2 separate regions of the Gossypium hirsutum genome follow, and region 2 is linked to region 1. Evidence: chromatin contacts called from public Hi-C data. All regions are on one chromosome and are shown on one strand. Each heading gives the region's core, a stretch centred on a gene start, on an enhancer-like site or on the middle of the called end of the contact. The rest is flanking DNA. Distances are from core to core; before and after follow the strand shown. Region 1 has its middle 26 kb from the start of LOC107910707. Region 2 holds the start of LOC107910706.

Evidence for each region. A called contact is a pair of places that touch in the nucleus more often than the background predicts.
Region 2: a Hi-C map of leaf shows a contact between it and region 1, with 2.8 times the contacts expected there. The contact joins the promoter of LOC107910706 here to the enhancer-like site in region 1. A contact is called at or near these places in 6 of 34 Hi-C or Micro-C datasets (callus and leaf).

Annotation. Positions count from the first base shown.
Region 1 is chrD02:23,111,678-23,114,788 of Gossypium_hirsutum_v2.1, reverse strand. No RefSeq gene overlaps it. Among protein-coding and RNA genes, the nearest start is that of LOC107910707, 26 kb to the right of the region's middle. Within about 2 kb of position 1,533, at least 2 of the 9 cell types and tissues checked have an H3K27ac peak or open chromatin away from gene starts, as enhancers often do. A contact at or near this core is called in leaf, where this site is marked.
Region 2 is chrD02:23,203,837-23,206,668 of Gossypium_hirsutum_v2.1, reverse strand. It overlaps LOC107910706, which reads right to left and starts at 1,549. Exons shown (of 2, transcript XM_016838666.2): 1 at 563-1,549; 2 at 211-456. The coding sequence starts at 1,239. The coding sequence ends at 604.

The sequences.
Region 1 (3,111 bases), core at 284-2,783:
AGGTTTGGATAAATCATTTGTAAAATATAAATAGAGTTGGATAAAATTTTAATCTCATAATTTAGGTGAGATAAAAATAGAAGTATGTTTAAAAGGGGAATGGGCCTAATATGTCGAGATGTAATTTTGTTACAAACGTAGTATGGTATCTTCTTTGCTTGTTGGTATTCGGGTGTTGAAATAGAAAAGAGAATAATTTATGTGGTTGAAGAGCTTATTTCAAGTTATGTTAACCCTTTCTTTTCCCTGGATGCTTGCATAAAGAGACAAATGAATGCGCCTTTTCTTGTGAATGGAGAAATGTTGGAGCCCAAATGCTTAAACCGAAAGCTAATAATGGAGGGGACCTTTTCATGTTGTATTGCCATTATGGCACGTCTCTACCACCATTAGTCAAGCAACCCTATGTTTTAGTTGATATTTTGGAACTTCGTCATTATTCCTATGGCCGGAACAAAACTTCCCATCAAGGACTTTTGAGTACAAATACATTACTTAATTGAAGCACAAGAGAGTAGAAAGTTAAAAGAAAGAGCTAGTGTTGTAAGTAAGCAACAGCATGCACTGAAACTCAAAACACGAAATAAAGAACAATGTCGATTGTTTCAGAGGAACAGAAGCAGAATTGGAGACAAGCACTGAAACCTCCCCTCTTTTGAAGTCAAAATTTGTAAACCTATGAACTTATTTTTCTAAAGGTTTTAAAATCCATAGTTGAACAGAGTAAAAATCCCAAGAACTATTTTGTTTGAAACTCATGTCTTCTCAAAATTATTTTGAAGCTATAAAATGTGTTAATTGAAAAGGGTTTTTTTTTTTAAAGAAATTAAAAGTTTCTAACAGATTAAAGTAATATTTAATTTACCGATTCTTTACTAATCAAGGAGAGGCTTTTGAAGAAATTGAAAAGGTCTTTCAACTTAAGAAATGAGTTTAGGGTAATTGAAGGTTTTGGGTTTAAATAAAAGAAGAGAATAAAAAGATTTTTTGTTTCTTACTTGAAAATGTAATCATATTTTTCCTTTTACTAATAATTGTTGTTTTTCAATTAAACATACATTTCAAGTTAAGAATTATATATATTTTTATATTTTATGTCTTTTATAATAAATAATATATATTTTCAAAGTTTTTAAAATTATAATTTTTTTGAATTTGAGCTAAATTGATGAAAATGTAAACATTGAGGGTTAAATTTATTGATTTCTTTAAATTTGGGATCAAATTAACAGAATGTGCAAAGTATTAAGGGTTAAATTTGTTATTATATTAATCAAAAGACTATCACATCAGTATTCTAGTTGGCGACCAAAGACATTTAACAGTAAAGAGAATAAAATTGACAACTTATCTAACTAGAGTGATAAAATAACAAATATTTTAAATAGATGACCAAAATAGGAATGCAGGTAAAATGGGGTGACTAAATAAGTAGTTTACCCAAAATAAAATATCCGGAGATGGAGATGAAATGCACTACTGCCATTGCAGAAGAAAAACAAAGATAAATGTGGGGTTTGAACACGTGGTAGGTCCAAAACTGTCGACAATAATAAAAGGTCGGGATTGGGGAAAACTTGGGTTTTATTTCCCATTACGATATACCAAGGCCTCCAATAAAATGCTACCACTGAAAATCAAGATTTATCTTAATTGCTATCATGGTTACTTTTTGTTTTTCTTTTCCTTTAAAAGTTTAGGTGAGTGGAATACTGATATTTTATTATTAATTGAACTTAATTGTCAATAAAATGTATTATTTTCTTATTTATGAGTGAGAAGGAACTATGGATAATTTTAAATATTAAATAAAAAAAAACAAATATAATCAAAAATTTATAGTAAAATTATTTAAAAAATTTCTTATATTTTAGAACGAGATACAAGCCACAATTAATCGGTACATATCGAAACCTTTTTCTTTCAATGAATTGAGCTGCATCAAACTAAAAATGGAAAACGCATCAGATTAAATTCTTCAAATTCTAAGAATTCCAAGTTATTGTTATTTATTAAATAATGATCCATATAAAAAAAAAGAGAGGATAATGGTAAAAAATCTCCATATACTTTAATAAATCTTTCAATGTAATATTTATACTTTTAAACTTTTTATTCTATCTATTAATCTAATACTTCCCTTAACGATGTTAATTCCTAATAAAAGTTGACACGTAAATTATTTATATAATAAAATATCTTAATTCTTTCAATAACTCATTTATGAATAAATATTAGAATGCTTATTTATAAAAAGGTTGTGCCTAAATTTGTGCCAACAATAACAACCACAACAGATTTGCAACATTGCTTTAGCTGGCAACTTTTTACTAAGATTTTGTAACTTCTATTATTAGGCAGCAAAAACATGTTGATATAAGATATTTTAAGGAAGTTTTGAAATACTTATCTCTTACGAGGTAAGTGGAAATGTGACAGAAGAATCAAAAGGTACAAAGATTATGTCCTTCAAGGTAAGGGGTTAAAGATAAGTATAGGCGAGTTCGTTTTTTAACGGTATCAGAAATAGTGATTTTGGGACTATAATTTTAACATGAGATTTCATAAAAATTAATTATTTAATATTTATAAGTCAAATAGAATATCATATTAAATTTTTTATTTAATAATTTTTGTTAATTAATCAAATAGTTAAGCAAGTGGTTTGTCCCTAAAGTAAAGTAGTTTTGAAAAATGAGGTATCAAAATTTCGTTTCTGTAAACCGAGCCTGTAAATATTTTTAATAAATATTTATGGAGTTACTATATAGCTATATTAAATTCCAGTCCAGTAATTTTATCATTTGATTAGTTAATTAAAGAAAAAAAGACTAAATCATAAAAGCTGCAAAAGTCAATTGCTATTGATGTTTGAGTGTCAAATCGTATTTATAAGCTAATGGAAGGGATTTAAAAGGCAATTAAACCATAAATTAGCTAGTGGCCGGTTTCGGGATGCAAATTTAGTAAGTTTTGCTAATTATTAAATTATTAAAATGATTAAACTTTTAATTATAATAAAACAAAAGAAGAAAATAAGCTTCATCTCTTTCATTCTTTTCATTTTCCAAAGTCGAACCACCATTAGAGGACCTTGAAGCTTCGGCTTTA
Region 2 (2,832 bases), core at 300-2,799, 92 kb before region 1:
TGGTGAGAAATTCCGAGTCCATAAGAAAGCATAATCCATGCAGAATGGCACCTAATATATATAAGTTTATCATTTGCTTGCTCATGCTGCTTTCTCTCACCTCCTATGATTTAAATCCGGTGAGGTGAAGTGAAGATTGGTTGGCATAGATGTTATTATCGAGACATAAAATGCGTGCATGTGCTTAATTCGTAATGTGGCAATCGTCTGTTCAGAAACAGCCTTAAGATTATCAAACACAAGAAAATGGCAAAGCCTTACACATATAGCTTTTATATGTTCACCCCCGATTCAAAAACAAGGCGGTGATCGCATTATGATCAGCATAGGATCTAAATTACAATATACTTAATACGCTATAAAAGAAAATGGAAAAAGTTGAACAAACTATTGACCCAAAGCCTTAGAACTCAGAAGCAAGCACACTTCTTATCCACTCTAGTTTTTCTTTTATTCCTGCACCTCAGCTCAAAAAAACTATGAGGTATCTTTATAATTTCCCATGACATGAGACAATTAAGGAGAAAAACTAGAAAAAGGAAGAACAGAAGTTACTGCTTACCCTTAATTATTGTTCACGCCTTTATTTACGGAAAAGACCCTTCAAGGGAGACGTAGGAGTCGTCGGAGATTGTCAGTGGCTCCATCATCGACTCCTCCACCAGCTTCAGCCTTGCAGCCAAGCTTTGGTCTAAGCGAAAAGCTGGGCAAAGGCAAGCTGCTAGGTGGTGGAGAGAGTGTAAAGATAGAACTTGAAAGCCTCTCCAAATCTCTCGCAGCCGCCTGGGGTCCTCCTGATGCCATGACAAAGGGCTTACTAATTGCACCTTGTGCTTTTTTTCCCTCCGTTGGTCTGGTTTGAAGTTTCTTTGGCTCTCCTACTGATTTGCCACTGAGTTGCTTCGATTTTGATCTCTTTGGAGGGGTCAGAGATTGGTCTTTGTATCTGTTGCTTTTGAGGTTAGATGGAGAAGATGAAAGGGGTGGGGTTCGAGAAGGGAGCGACGTATGAAGAGGTTTATTAGGGAGTGGAAGTGGAAGGAGAGGTGGTTGATGCTGAGCCTGATAGAATGGATAAGAGAAGGAAAGAGACGGTGGAGGAGCCAAAAAGAGGCCTCCTCCCCCCCCATGGATGATGCTTGTGTGAGCTCCACTACTATGTCTCCTTGGAATGTTCTTGAGTTGCTTGTTTGGAGAAACAGATTTCTCAGCTGAAGATGACAAGAAAATCCCATCCATAATACTACTGGGTTTTGCTTTGGCAAACAACGAACAAGCTTTTTCAATATCAAACAAAAAGAGGCGATGATCTTCGAAATAATATGATCAAAAGCCTGAAGCCAAAAACATGCTCAAGATATATATATTTCAGAGGAAATCTTTACAGATTTTCTCAATGAAAAGTAAAAAAGAAAAAGAATATTGGTTAGGAAATGCTATTGATAAACAGAAAATAGATACAAAATCGATTTCGATCCCAGAGGGATCCGAAATGGTTTGGATTTTTAATTTATTCTACTTTTCTTCCAGACTTTCATGTGTTTAAAAGTCTGTGCCTCTTTTTATACAAGTAATAAACTCCACGTCTCCAACGGCTACTTTATTTTTTTATTGTAATTTACTTTTCGTTAAAATTGTCTGTTAGGCCCTATACTTTTGATAAAATTTGAGATTTATTTTGTATACTTAAAAGGTTAGAAATTAAGCCCTTTAACTGTTTTGATCTAAAAATCTCAATCCAATCATTAAAATAGTAAGTATTTTTTTTGTCAAAATTTACCAATTTAGCATGTTGATTAAGTTGCCCTCATGTGACATATCATATGAGTGAAAATAAAATGAAAATAAACATTTTAGCATATGATAATTATTGGATTAAGATTTTTAAATTGAAAAAGTAAGAGAATTGAACTTTTAAATTTTAAAATATAGGGAGTAAATATCAAAATTTATAGAAAAGCAGGGACTAGTAACATACTTTGTCCTTTACTTTTTTCATTTTCTTTATAATAAAAATGTTACCACAGACTCCTAATTTACCGACAGTTCAAGACTTGGGAAACACTGTTGGGCGGCAGCCGTCAATTCGATTTACACCGTTGGATCGAATAATTAGAAATAACCGGTGAGGAGATACCAGCCGTTGATCATTCCCTCCATCTAAGATGTTGGTCTGGTTTGAAAGGGACTTGAAAGAATCCTAGCAATACACGTATCCCACTTGGCGGGACCCAAGACTATTTTATGACCACCTCATGCAAGAACAACACATAAATAGAAAATAGGAGTAAAATATTAAATATTTTATGTGATAATACAGTGCAAGACCTGAAGGGATTGGTATACGTGGCAGCAGGCCAGCCAGTCTTGATGAGAATTTCCGGTCCATTATTGGTCGGTGCCATGCACGTGACCTTCATTCACGTCTATTAATTTTGATGTAAACGATGTATAACGACGTCTATGTCAATTTAAAATATAGTTCATGCCTAATTTATATACGCGAGTTTTTAAGTTTCATAATGAGAGTTTTGGTCCAGTTAGTCCTAATTGGTTTTAGTTTGAACTATATCAGTTTTTAATTTGTTTAGATTATAATAATTTAATTGTATAGTTCGTCTATAATAATTTAATACTTGTAATTACTTATACTTATATTTATAATTATATTGTATTTGTTATAATTCATAAATATAAAAAAAAACTGAAAAGATATGTATTTGTATTTTGTGCAATCATCATATTCATGGTATTATATATATTTAAAAATTTTAAATATTTATAACTCCTCTATATAAAAATTTTCACTATTTAATATTTAAACATTTGGCG